Regions from separate parts of the Mus musculus genome. Here all the other regions are linked to region 3. The links are chromatin contacts, called in public promoter capture Hi-C maps. All regions are on one chromosome and are shown on one strand. The core of a region is the stretch at or near the end of the contact, and the rest is flanking DNA. Distances in the headings are between cores, read along the strand shown. Region 1 holds the start of Nkx2-4 (NK2 homeobox 4). Region 2 holds the start of Xrn2 (5'-3' exoribonuclease 2). Region 3 holds the start of Crnkl1 (crooked neck pre-mRNA splicing factor 1).

The links. Promoter capture Hi-C pulls out the DNA fragments that hold promoters and counts their contacts.
Region 1: a contact with region 3 is called in a promoter capture Hi-C map of embryonic stem cells, with 5 times the contacts expected there. The contact joins the promoter of Nkx2-4 here to the promoter of Crnkl1 in region 3. A contact is called at or near these places in 6 of 39 promoter capture datasets (3T3-L1-derived adipocytes, cranial neural crest, embryonic stem cells and 2 more) and 1 of 484 Hi-C or Micro-C datasets (myocytes).
Region 2: a promoter capture Hi-C map of pre-B cells shows a contact between it and region 3, with 2.8 times the contacts expected there. The contact joins the promoter of Xrn2 here to the promoter of Crnkl1 in region 3. A contact is called at or near these places in 11 of 39 promoter capture datasets (the 3T3-L1 cell line, the C10 cell line, the HPC-7 cell line and 6 more), 2 of 484 Hi-C or Micro-C datasets (CD4 T cells and pre-B cells), 4 of 115 datasets of contacts at active chromatin or transcription factors (astrocytes, epiblast stem cells, large pre-B cells and 1 more) and 2 of 9 other capture datasets (adipose tissue and liver).

The regions. Positions count from the first base shown.
Region 1 is chr2:147,083,812-147,088,393 of GRCm38.p6, reverse strand. Nkx2-4 (NK2 homeobox 4) reads left to right here and starts at 3,049. Exons shown (of 2, transcript NM_023504.1): 1 at 3,049-3,499; 2 at 3,905-4,518. The coding sequence starts at 3,049. The coding sequence ends at 4,518. It overlaps Gm34889 (a long non-coding RNA gene), which reads right to left and starts at 2,855. Exons shown (of 4, transcript XR_001783500.2): 1 at 2,772-2,855.
Region 2 is chr2:147,011,372-147,015,973 of GRCm38.p6, reverse strand. Xrn2 (5'-3' exoribonuclease 2) reads right to left here and starts at 2,975. Exons shown (of 30, transcript NM_011917.3): 1 at 2,778-2,975. The coding sequence starts at 2,852.
Region 3 is chr2:145,932,238-145,936,638 of GRCm38.p6, reverse strand. It overlaps Crnkl1 (crooked neck pre-mRNA splicing factor 1), which reads left to right and starts at 1,939. Exons shown (of 14, transcript NM_025820.3): 1 at 1,939-2,085; 2 at 3,674-3,826; 3 at 4,302-4,393. The coding sequence starts at 2,035. Cfap61 (cilia and flagella associated protein 61) reads right to left here and starts at 1,855. Exons shown (of 27, transcript NM_001369121.1): 1 at 1,799-1,855.

The sequences.
Region 1 (4,582 bases), core at 1,800-4,299, 1.2 Mb before region 3:
AGTGTTGTGTGAAACTACAAAAATCTAAACTATGAAAAAGAGTCAAGGCACCAAAAACCAAACAAATGCTGTCCCCTGTATGTAAAGTAGTATTGTGCTTCAAGACGTGGAGCCAATCCTAGCAGAATACAATGTCAAGTGTTGTGAGGAGAGGAAATGGGAAAGGAGACTAGATTAAGAGAAGGAGAACCATCTCTTTTCACTACTGTATTCTCTTTAAGAGTTTCTTTCTTTCCTTTCTTTCTGCTAAGTGCTAAGAAAAGGGGAGGAAATAACAAGAAAGCATTCCTGAGAAATACATTTTCGTGACATATAGTCAATAGAATTTAACTATCACTAACTATAAATTTCCATTCACAGTTTGGGCAGAGAATAATTGGATGAAATGAGTTTGATGGAAATCTTCAACAGAGTATCAAACTATTTTGTCATTAGTTTGATATACTAATGTTTACATCCTCCAGAGTCTATTATCAAGCTCACGTGCACACATCCAAATAGCAACTATATTTTAAAGGTATGAAATTTCTAGGGTAAGACACAAATAACTGATAAAAGAAAATGTGGGGGATTTTAAGAATTTTTTTTTTCTTCCAGAACATTTCATGTCCAGGAAAAGAATTCTACTTGGCCTATGATGTTCCTAAACAGTCAGAAAGTGAATTTCATTAGAAATTCTGTTTTGTTTTATGTTTTCATTTTATAGTGGGAAACCTCCAGATCTGCGTGCATTGATAAACTGAACAAAATATAGTATAAGCACTTATAAAATTGCCACACTGGAGTTTTACAAATAAAATGTCACAAGATAAATATATAACTTGAAAATAAAAAATTAATCTGAAAAAGACCTCTAACCAAGTTTTCTGGCTTGGCTAGCTCATCAGCATGAAGTTTATGATAACTGCTTCATGTTTGAAATGTGTCTAAGCTTGAAAAAAATAATGGTTTGCAAGAGGCTTTCATATTCACAGATATTATGGCAACTATATTTACTTACCTTATCTTTGTTTAAAGTTTAAGATTACATTTTGTTGTTTTTAAGCTAGTAAGTAGTAAGGAATACAATTTAAGGTAAAAAAAAAAAGTTTAAAACCCACATTGTAAAAGGATCCCAGCATTTGAGTGCCCTCCCCCCCTAAAGGTTTCTTTGTGTATCATTAGTTCAAGAAATATAAGTAGGCAGTTCCAGCATAAGTGACCTAGCTCAAGTGTCCCAAGTCCAGGAAAGACCTGTAAAAGTAGCATTGTGTCAGAATGTAGCAACACTAATCTTGTTAAGACAGTAACTGATGTCTATAAACAACTGCTAGGACCTGGCATTTTGTCCCACAGTATGTGTTTTAAAATATTAACCACTATTCTGGTTGTCATTTTCTTTCCATGAGTGACCATATGGTCTTTTTTTCTCCCTACAACAGGCAGATTCTTTGCAAAAGGACACTGAAATGAACACAGATGTTGACTAAAATAATAAGACAAAACCATCAAGGGCATTCACACCACAGGGCTGAAACCAAGAAAAAGAGAATGTGGAGCAGTTCAGATCTCCACGGCATGTGAGTCCAGGTTAAACTTTGGTGGTCACGCCTTTGTTTTTAGATACAATAAAATCTTGCATAAGAAACACTTTTCTTTCTTCTACTCCAGTTTTGAGGAAAACTTTTAAAATGTGTCTTTGTTTCCCTGCTCATCCCCATGTTTTCCAATTTTACTGGTACCTGCACACTTCTTTGTCTTTTGTCTTGCACTTACTGTAAGTTCATAAAGTATAAGTTCTTTGTTATGCAGGAACATTTGTATACCAAGAAACGAATTTTTTTTTTTAAAAAATCAGCTTATGGGTTTGAATTTTTTCAAGAGAGCTGTCGTTTTAACCTGCTTTCTGCATCCACATCAACGTTGATACTTTTTAAACAGGTTATTTTCCCAACACCACCAAAAAGATCCATTACAAACAAGTAGACATACTTGAATTCTCTCTCTCTCTCTTTCTCTCTCTCTCTCTCTCTCCCTCCCTCCCTCCATCTTTCCCTCCCTCCCCCTCCCTTCCCTCTTTTTCTCTTTCCCTCATTCTCTCATATCAGGATAGTGACAGAAGAATAAACCCTAAGTCAGATTCTGGGGATGAGGACAAAGAAAATATAGCGGTAATGAAGGTGCAAATTAAATATGAAACTTTTTTAGCAAATACACTTCATCTTGTTCAGTTTCTACCCTGAGAGTAGGAGCACCATACTTACAAGTCAGCATCTCTCTCTCTGCGTGCTGTACCTCTTCTTTGGATTTGTATACTTTGAGCTAATTTGGAAGTGTCCGTTAGGTTGCCTACAAAATGACGCTTTAAAGGATCTAACGATGCATAAATTAGAGAGCCCTACAATGGCAGAGGACGGTCATTGTACCTCTCCTCTTTATGTGCTCTTATGGTGGGACCCAAGAGCCCCCTTTATTTTTAACACTTTAGATGATGGAGCCAGTGAGGGGCTGATAGCTAGAAAGGAAGAGAGCCCTGAAAAGCATCCCCCTCCCAAACTTAACAGCTGTTTGTCCTCCCCCCCCCACACACACACCCACCCCTCGACGTTCTACTGAACTTTGCCACAAAGTCACTTTAGGAAAACTCACAGTCTGCATGAAACAAGCGTGGCTCTTTCAGTGGCCTCTGAGTTTTTATTTCTCTAGGGCTAAAGGTAACCCGGATAGAAGCGCGAAGGATGGAGCTAGAAAGGGGGGCAATCTTTTCCAGAAACACCCAACTGGCCCTTTACCTTTTTTTGCCTCCGTTATCTGGAAGGGGGGTGAGAGAAAAAGATGTCAATGACCATTGTTTGCTCGTTGGGGATGTTGCTCCGCCCCCCGAGTCTGTCGTAAACCTGGCACTGGACTAAAATAAACCCGAGATCCCGCAGCTCGGGGGCTCGCCGCGCCGCGGACAGCTCTCCACTGGCGCTGCCGCCGGGCCGAAGTGGCGGCGGCGGCGACGAGCGGCCGCCGCGTCCCGCCCGCGCCCGCCCCGGGCCCCCCTACCTGGCCGTCCGCCGAGCCATGTCGTTGAGCCCCAAGCACACGACGCCCTTCTCCGTTTCCGACATCCTGAGCCCCATCGAGGAGACCTACAAGAAGTTCGGCGGCGTCATGGACGGTGCGCCGCCCGGCCTGGGGGCGCCCCTGGGGGCCGCTGCCTACCGCGCGCCACCGAGCGGCCCCTCCTCGCAGGCGGCGGCCGTGGCGGCGGGCATGCAGCCGCCCCACGCCATGGCCGGACACAACGCGGCGGCGGCAGCAGCGGCGGCAGCGGCGGCGGCCGCGGCGGCCGCCACCTACCACATGCCTCCCGGCGTCTCGCAGTTCCCGCACAGCGCCATGGGCAGCTACTGCAACGGCGGCCTGGGCAACATGGGTGAGCTGCCCGCCTACACGGACGGCATGCGGGGCGGCGCGGCGGCCGCGGCCACCGGCTGGTACGGCGCCAACACGGACCCGCGCTACTCGTCAAGTGAGCGGGGCCAGACGCGCGGGACTGAGGGCGGGCTGGCGGCGCGGGCTTTTCCCGCCACAGCCGGGGCGCGAGGGTGCTGGCGTCCTGGTCAGCGGCGCCCGAGGGTCGACGCGCGGGGGGTCCTGGCACGCGGCCTCGGGCTCGCGAGGGGTTCTGGGGCCAGGCTGGGGACGCGCGGGGCGGCCCGGGACTCGCGGGGTTTCTCGGGAACCTCCTGGGGCGCACGGGGGTCACCGGGCCCCCGGGTGCGCGGAGGGAGTGGGGCTCGGGCCGCGGCGCTCGTGGGACGCCGCGACCCAGTCGGGGGCCCCGTGCCGTCACTTAAAACGAGCGGGGCGTCGGCGGGAACGGTTCTCGCAGGCCCGGGGCTCACCGGCCGTCCTTCTTGGGCCCCCTCCCCAGTCTCCAGGTTCATGGGGCCGTCGGCGGGCGTGAACGTGGCCGGCATGGGTTCGCTGACCGGCATCGCGGACGCCGCCAAGTCGCTGGCACCGCTGCACGCGGCCGCGCCGCGAAGGAAGCGCCGAGTGCTCTTCTCGCAAGCGCAGGTCTACGAGCTGGAGCGGCGCTTCAAGCAGCAGAAGTACCTGTCGGCGCCCGAGCGCGAGCACCTGGCCAGCATGATCCACCTGACGCCCACGCAGGTCAAGATCTGGTTCCAGAACCATCGCTACAAGATGAAGAGGCAGGCCAAGGACAAGGCGGCGCAGCAGCTGCAACAGGAGGGCGGCCTGGGCCCCCCGCCGCCTCCGCCGCCGCCGTCGCCGCGCCGCGTGGCGGTACCGGTGCTGGTGAAGGACGGCAAGCCGTGCCAGAACGGCGCGGGCACCCCGACGCCTGGCCAGGGAGGCCAGCAGCCGCAAGCCCCGACGCCCGCGCCAGAGCTCGAGGAGCTGTCGCCCAGCCCGCCCGCTCTGCATGGTCCCGGGGGCGGCTTAGCGGCCCTGGACGCGGCCACCGGGGACTACGGCGGAGGCGTGCTCGGCGCCAACCTGCTCTATGGCAGAACGTGGTGATGAGCCCCGAGGGTCTGCCTGCGACTCGCAGGATCCGCCAAGAAACTGCAAGAACGGATGGGGG
Region 2 (4,602 bases), core at 1,726-4,225, 1.1 Mb before region 3:
AGATTGGAGACCAGGCCATCCTGGTCTACAGAGCAAGTTCCAGGAGAGAAACCATATAGAAGAGAAAAAAGGGGAAGGGGAGAGTGTGAGCAAGAAAGCTCGCTCTCACCCATATTCTTCTAAATAACACTAACTGCCAGCTCACACACAGAAAAAGTCAATGTAGAAAGGTAGTTAGTTGACCTAGAAAAGAAAGATGTAAAAGAAGAGTGGATGGGATCTAAATATATCATGTAAATGTGTGCAAATGGCACAATGAAAACACTGAAAATAACTAATACAAGCACTCAAAAAACTGATCAATTCTGAACAATAAAAGGGGAGGGTCATAAGTTAGGCACATGACCTTCCCAGTTTTCACACTGGTACTGACGTTAGCTGAATAGGTTATCAAAAATATTGAAAATTTTCAAAAGCTTGAAAAACAACTTTCTTTTCCGAAATAAGTACCTAACACCATAATATCAATACAGTGCCCAGAACAGGGTCTGATACATGGCAAATGCTACCAAAAACCTGGCTAAATAAATGTCACAAAACTGGCAGGCCTAGGGGCCAGCACCTTTAATCCCAGCACTTGGGAAATTAGAGACAGTCAAATTTGAGGCCAACCAGAGCAACACAGTGAGACCTTGTCTTAAAAGAAAATATGTGACTTTTCATCAACAATAACAGCTGGAAAGAGTGTTTCCAACATCTTCATGGGAAATGGTTTTCCAGCTTGGACTCATACTCATGGAGAAAATAAATTTTGGGACCTACAATGACAGAAAACTCAGATCACACAGTGGCATTTTCTAAAAAGTCAATTCAAACGTAAAAACCAAGGATAGATTTAAGCCAAGAAAGATGAGCTATTTAGCAAAGAGTAATTCTCAAGAAGCACCTTTCCAGGAAGCATACTGAAAAAAGTGCTGTGAAGAAAACAGACATAAAGACAACTCCAGGCTGGGAGTGGCAGTATACAGGCAATCCCAGCTTGCCTGTGTCTGAGGGTCTGGAGTTTGTGGCTAAGTAGGGAGATCCTACTTAAAAAATTAAAAAATTAATACTTAAAAGAGGCGCAATGGCCCCAGTACAGGGGAACGCCAGGGCCAAAAAGTGGGAGTGGGTGGGTAGGGGAGTGGGGAGGAGGGTATGGGGGACTTTTGGGATAGCATTGGAAATGTAAATGAGGAAAATACCTAATAAAAAAAAGAGGCGCAATGGACCAAAAAAAAAAAAAAAAAAAAAAAAAAAGGACTTGACGGAATGCCTGATAAAAGAATTTGGATGGGGAAAGGTATAAAGTGTACCCAACTAGGGGTGAAAGGGAGGGGGTAAGGGAGGAGCTAGCGCGAATAAAAGATAAACAGCCTAAACTACAATCACAATTAAAAACAGCCAACAACACTGCTTCTATCGAAGCTTGTATGGTCAAAGGTTTGACAATCTTGAATGAGAACTAAAATGTACAGGGGAACCAAAAAGTTAAACAGCTGGGGGGGGGGGTGCGGGGAAATAACATCAATCTTAGAAATAGAAATGATACTTTGTATAGGCGATAGAATTTTTGTTTGTTTTGCAAGAGGGTCTCATTACGTAAGCCTTGGTTTGCTTTGAACTCTGTGTATATCTGGCTGACCTCCAAAACTCAAGCCTACCTCTCTCCCAAGTGCTGGGAGTAAAAGTATGTGCCACGCCTTGGCCCGATATACGTTTAAACGAGTTCTCCGTTAAATTACAAATTTTACCGTCAGATTTATGGATTAGCATTAGAAAAACTGGGGTGGTGGTGAATAAATAGCTAATTCCTCTTCTACCCAAAATTAGATAGACCTAAAACCGATAAATCAAACTTAACCATATTAAGAGACACAACCAAAACAGTTCAAAGTGTCTGTTACGAAAAAGTGGCTCTCCCTTTGGAAGACCCCCCCCCCCCAGGAGAACACAATGTTTATAAAGAAATAATGGTTCAGCTTAGCAATTTGTCTTTGGAGAACACAAAAATATACTAGGATTGTCACCAAAACAAAGCTTTTGGTTTCTTCTAAGACAGGAAGTGAGAAAGTAAATAACTTCAGCGGGAGAAATAGGTTCTTGGAGAGAGGCGGTTCTAAAGCCGAAAGTGGGAGGGGACACATGTGCCCGGAACTTTTCCAATCCAGAAATTCTAACTTAGAGTACAAAGTCGAACTCGACAGAATTACGCGAACGACAAAAGCAACACTCACGAATCGGAACGACTTAAAAGTCTGCCTGTAAACTAGCAAACTAACGGAGGCAGGAAGTGAAACACAGCGAGCTGCCCGGCATTCGTACAGCAAAGCCCGCCAGGGAGAAAGAGCGCTCCCCTAGCCTAGTCCTTCGTAACTAGCTGCTGCCCGCGCACGCTTAACTGCAACAAATGGCCAGGCTCGGGTGGAAAACAAGCGATCCAGCCAACGGGAACTCCGGGCTCAAGACAGTGGACCAACCAGCGGTCCCTACCCTGCCAACCTTGCTGCCCGCGCTAGGGGGGCTGACTAGCCTGGGCGCCCTTTGGAGCTCAGTGAGCGGCGCGGAGGGAACAAAGCCGTGGGCGGAGCCTGGGGTGCCCCGCTTCGCAGGCGGGGGAGGAGCCGCCCAAGCCCCCAAAGCCCCCTACTCGCCCTCGCTCCGCCCAGACCGCCTCCGGAACCGCGAACCCGCGAAGCGGCCCGTGAGGCAGCTTGGGGCGGGCGCCCATCCCCGAGGGCCTCGGCCTAGACCTGCCACGCCGGGTCCCCACTCCGGCGTACTGGCCGCCTCCTCACCTTCTCCTCCACGCAGTTGACAATGATGGACGGGTACTTGCGGCTGAGCCAGCGGAAGAACGCCGGGACTCCCATGACCAGCGGGCAGCTCGAAACAGCAGCCGGGCCAGCGGGAGAGTGTAACCAACGAGACTAGCAGGAGCGGCAGCCGCGGGCACCAGCACTTCCTCCCACGTGCGTTCAGCGGCCGGAAGTTACGTCATACCACCACCGCGGGGGATGCAGGGAAAGGAGCTCGGTTAAGTGGAAGTTCATTTAGACTGCCGGAGTGGAGGCCCGGCTGGGCGAGCTGTAGACCTGGCTCGCCGCGTTCTCTGGTAAAGCCTTTGAGAGCCGACTCCTGGCGGATGCCTTCTCCGGCAATCCAGCCAAGAGCGCCGGCCACATTAGGCCCGCAGCCGCAAAGTCCTTGTGTGGCCGAGACTTTGGAAAGGCGTGGCCTATCTTACTTCCTTTCTCACAATCAGTCTTGAGCTGAATAGAAGCATCTACACTCTAGTTTCCATTTCCTGGTTTCTCTCATTTCTATGCTGCTGTGCCTGGCCGAACTATGAAAAAGCATCCTCAAGTGTTTTGCAATTTTTTTTTAAAATCTGCTTTGCATAAGCAACTTTTTAAAAATATGTTTAAGATTTATTTTTAGTTACGCAATGTGTGTATATGTACATGTGGCTTTGTGAACGAGTGCTGGTACCTGTGGAGGCCAGAGGTTTCAAATCCCCTGGAGCTGGAGTTACAAACAGCAGTATTCAGCCTGCTGTGGCTGCCAGCAATCAAACTCTACTTTGGAAAAACAGCATGAACGCTTTACTGCTGAGCCATCTCTCAGCCCAACGAGGTCACTTTAAACAGTTGCAGAGTCTAGCCAAAATTTGCTAATATCACGTTCTAGCATTTATTGAGTACCTGTGATGTGCTTAGGCAAGGAACTAAAGAATTTTCTTATTTAATCACCAGTTGAGCCTTCTGTGCTGGCTGGCCGTGTCATTTGGGTGACTCCAGTGTAAAAAATATTCTCCAAACAGAAAAAGCAGTTTATTAGATTACGTGCATGCAGCAGGCAGGAAAGTAAAAAGCTAAAAGGGGCTTGTTTTGAGGAAGCCTGTTTCTATGTGGGCAGTAACAGCCTGGCCTTGAGGCAGTGATTGTTTGCCTGAGTCAGGCACAGTGTAACAACTCCACCCATCCTGTGGTCTTGCTCTACCGTTTTTGGGGGGGGTTTGGTTTTTTGTTTTTGTAACACAGATAACGGGTTATCAAAGAGCTAAATTGCTTGCTTATTCATACTGCTTGTATTTCACTTTAACCAAGGGTCATTTAATCCTCTGTTCTCAACCAACATGATATTTGTATCCCTTCTTTTCTGGTGGCTTCAAATGTACCCTGTCATATCCCCCATCCCACCTGCAGCATATGAAAGAAGTCTAGAAAGAGGAGGGAGGTATCTGCCCATTTGCTCAAGCTTGAAAGTCTCTTCCCTGAATCCCCCCTAGGCCTGACAAATCACAATCACAAAGGCTCACCTTAAGAGACCTCTAAAGTGTTTCTCTGCTGCTTGTCAGGCAGTAAAGGTTGCCCCTTCCTCAATGGTTTAATGACTTCATTTAAATGCTAATGTAGAGGTAACTTAAATGCTTAGAGAGGTAGCTAGCCTATGTTTAGTTTTAGAATAGTGTATATATACACATATGTGTGTGTACACGTATATGTGTTTGTGTGTGTGTGTTTAAGAATATTATTTGGAAATAGCCCCTTCTTAAGAGTTTGTGTCCTCTGGGATGTGCTATGTTCTTTTTTTTTTTTTTTTTTTTTTTGGTTTTTCGAG
Region 3 (4,401 bases), core at 690-3,189:
GCCAGGGCTACACAGTAAGACCTTGTACCAGAAAACAAACAACACCAAAACAAACAAACAAACAAACAAACAAACAAATCATCGTCATCACCACCTGTAACAAAAAACTCATAAGGATTTAATTAAGTCACTAATAAATGACGAGCGTAAATGCACGTTACTAAATGAGAGACAGTAATCTGAAGAGGTATATGACTCCAACCATCTACAAAGAACTACAGAGACATTAAAAAAAAATAGATCAATCGATCCCTGCTACCTCAGTCCAGTGTCCGCACTCTCTCAGCCCCCAAGGCTCTCACTATCAGAGAGGAGGCAGTGTGTGCGCTCAAGAGGCAGTGGACGACTACAGAAAACATCTGGACACAGCAGCGCAGCACAAAACCTGTGCAAACTCAAGCCAGACCAAATCCCCTTATGGAGAGATGGGCACACAATACCACACCTGGCAGTGGAGAAATTGGTCATTTTTTAGCTGCTGGAAAGCATGAGTTTTCTCTAAGAGTATAACATTCTGGTAAGTTGACCAAGCTCCAGTAGACCACATATCCAAGAATATCTGGGCAATACGAATTAGTCTTCAAAGGTTAAAAAACAAAAAGACACACAGTTGGGTGAATAGGGAGTGGGGTAGATCTGGGGAAAGCTGGAGGAATGGCTATGATTAAGACGCAAAACTTTCAAAGAAGGAATTAAAAAACAAACAAACAAAATGCTTGATAAAAAGGAGTATTGATGGACAAAGGCTCGAGGGGGAGGATGAACAGGAGGTACCCTGAGGATGTTGACAGTTCCAGGCCAGCCTGGTCTACAGAGTGAGTTCCCGGACAACCAGGGAATCAGGACTACACCGAGAAACCCTGTCTCCAAAACAAAACAAAAAATCTTGCCGTTGTCCTAAATCTCAAGACTGTTACAAAAGTAAACTCTAACAGTTTCTTGTAACTGACACGGGGTGGGGATGGATCGTAGAAAGTCCTTTGAGGGTGGGGAAAGAGTAGGAAAAGCTCACCTTCCCAATTTTGCTGTCAATTCCAAAATTTTTATTTTAAAAAATTATCTTAACTATATGCTAAATCACTGTTTTTAATGTACTTCAGATATTATACGTACTAACATCTAGCGAGTATTTTACAGAGACAGATTTTTTTCTTTAATCTTAAGGAAATAGATACTTTTATCCTTTTATAGCTAAGGATATTAAGGATAAGAGAATTGAGATAATACAAATTTACATGCCGGGCGTGGTGGCGCACGCCTTTAATCCCAGCACTTGGGAGGCAGAGGCAGGCGGATTTCTGAGTTCGAGGCCAGCCTGGTCTACAGAGTGAGTTCCAGGACAGCCAGGGCTATACAGAGAAACCCTGTCTCGGAAAATAAAAAAAAAAAAAAAAAAAAAAAAATTTACAGACTAAAAATTTGATCAGTTTCTGTAGGTGCTTTGCTACTGACTAATTTCCACCTTTCTCTAACATCTTGTTTCAAAAATACCTCTTCTGATTTTTTTTTTAAAAAAATCCACATTTCAAGATTATTAACTTGGTCCAATCGCGGGGAAGCCTAAGGCGAGGGGGCGGGAACTCGAAAGACTACAAATCCCAGAATGCACCGCTGCCCAGGCTGCTTGCAGGGTTTCCTCGGTGCTTTTCCCTTCTCCCCGGAGTTTCTACACCTGAAATGGATTTCTACGCCCCTCAAAGGTGCCACGGCCTACAGCTGCACGCATCCCGGAGATAGACCTGGATGAGCCCTCGCCGCCAGAGCCCTATATCCCTGCGGCGCAGCCCGCCCTACCCACCTCACCCGCAGCTCCAGCAAGCCGCAAGTCTCCACAGAGGACGCGCACACAGTTGCTAAGGAAACGACGCGGCGTTTCCCCTGACTGGTGAGGCGGTCAAAGGTCGTCTTCGCAAGTTCCGGTTCCGGTTCCGGTATCTAGTTTGTTGTGGCTGACTCTGTTGTGCCGGCCGGTTCGAAGTGCTTTTCTCAAGTCCGGTTGTCGGCCAGGATCGCTCGAGTTCCACGGCTGCAGTCATGGCAGCCTCCACGGCGGCCGGGAAACAGCGCATTCCTAAAGTGGCCAAGGTAGGCGACCGGGAGGAGCCCCCGAACAGCATCTGCGGTGTCGGGCACCAGAGATTCGAGACAGCGATCTCTGTGCCGCGGTCCAAGAAGACAGGTGGTCGGTGAGGTGGCGCAGGGTCTTGTCACTCCGAGCTCGTCTCGCGTCTGCCCAGCCTTCCTTCCAGGGTTGCAAAGCATCGGTTCGGTTCGGTAAACTGTTTGCTTTGCTAGTCTCTGGGGATCCCCTACTTTTACTCCGGGCAAGAGTGCTCCACTAAAACTGGAGAGAGAGCGAAATGGCAACCCAGATAGATGTATCCAAGTAGTGTAGATATGCCATGGGCAAGAGCCAGAAGGGTGCCTGTAAACTTGAGGGTAAACTTTGTGAAGGAAGTTAACACTTAGGCTGCATCAAAGTTAGGCAGTGAAGAGAATGGCAGAGGATAGGCTCTGGGCAATGGCATAAAATTTAGGTTAGATAGTAAATTGTTATATTTCCAACTGTGGTTGATACTTCATCAATACTTAATAAGTGTCAAATCTTGCACTTAGCCATCACATACAGTCATTCTCTGGAAGTCTGATTTGGCCATTTTGTCTTGAGACAAGTTCTTATTTCCACATGTAATTATTGTAAAAGTCTGATGTGGTAGCTTCCCCCCTACCCCCGCTCCCAAACCCCTATCCTGAGTCATAAAAGCCAGGGAATGCATGCTGACTAAGTTTTTGACAGCTTGACACAAGATAAAGTTATCTAGGAGGAGGCATCTGGACTAAGAAAATTCGTCCCTAAGCTTGCTTGCTGGCAAGTGTGTGAGGCATTTTCTTGATTACCAATTGATGTGGACGCCCCCCCCCCCCCCGCCTACTTGGGCAGTGCCACACCTGGGCAGGGGCTCTGGTGTAGTCTGTGAGAGCAGACTGAGCACAGCTGGTATGCCTCCAGCTTCCTGCCGTGTCTTCCATTCATGAAGACTGTGGTCCAGTTGTGTAAGCCAATCAGTCAGCTCTTTCCTCTGCAGGTTGCTTTTGTTGGTGATGTTCGATCACAGCAGTAAAAAGGCCAATTAGAACTTAGGGTCCATCTGCACTTGAACACATTTGACTTTTAAGCTCCTGTGTTGGAACTATAGCTTCAGGTGCTCTAAAAGCTTACAGGCTAATGATGGAGACTTAGTAAAAACAAGTTTCAGTTGGCCTAAAATGTCATGGAAAACCAGCTTGTCCACTAGAAGGATTAAAATATGTAGAGGAGTTCTCTAAGCAGGTTATAAAGAGGAAGGAGTGTGATTTTTTTTTCCCCCTGCCCCTCATGGAGAATTGAAGATGTTATTCAAAGATGGCATCTTGGGCACATTCTTAGGAGGGCTTTTTCTTTCGAGACAGGGTTTCTCTGTGTAGCCCTGGCTGTCCTGGAACTCACTCTGTAGACCAGCCTGGCCTTGAACTCAGAAATCCACCTGGTTCTGCCTCCCAAGTGCTGGGATTAAAGGTGTGTGCCACCACCCTGCCATTCTTAGGAAGTTTATGTCCTGGAAAATATACAAGGGTTTTAAAATCTCGTGTGGAGAGCACTACCCAAAATAGGAATGTCTCTTTGTCTTAAAAGGTGAAGAACAAGGCGCCGGCCGAAGTGCAGATAACGGCCGAGCAGCTCCTCCGAGAAGCTAAAGAGAGAGAACTCGAGCTCCTCCCACCTCCACCTCAGCAGAAGATCACAGATGAGGAAGAATTAAACGATTACAAACTCCGGAAAAGGAAGGTGAGTCCGTCAGAATGCACTGTGCAACCTGTCCCAGTTGCTGCCCACAGTGGGAACGAGCTCCCAGAGAGCCTATGTGATGGGACCTCAGGCGAATATTGGGAATTATTTAATCCACGAATATTATGGAAGTTATATGGGAAGTTCTATAAATTACTGAGCACTTGAAGGTAATCTTGAAAGGTGTTTTAACATTCTTGTTCTTAAAAGGAATGAGAGTAGAATATATTAAAGTACTCGTTAATTATTACAGAGAACAGCAAAATCTTGCAATAGCTACCCCTACATTTTTCTTGTCTCCATAAACTTTAGAGAAACACCTGTCACTGATACCCTTCTGGAGGAAAGCTGCTGTTCCTTGGCATCTAGGATATAATTTCTTTTAGGAAGAGTAAAACGAGAAGTGTATATCATAAGGAAAAGCAAAGTCGTTTTCTCTTTACTGTACTGCTCCCCGCCCCCCTTTGCCTTTCAGACTTTTGAAGATAACATAAGAAAAAATAGGACTGTGATTAGCAACTGGATAAAATACGCACAATGGGAGGAAAGTCTAAAGGAAATTCAAAGGTAAAATT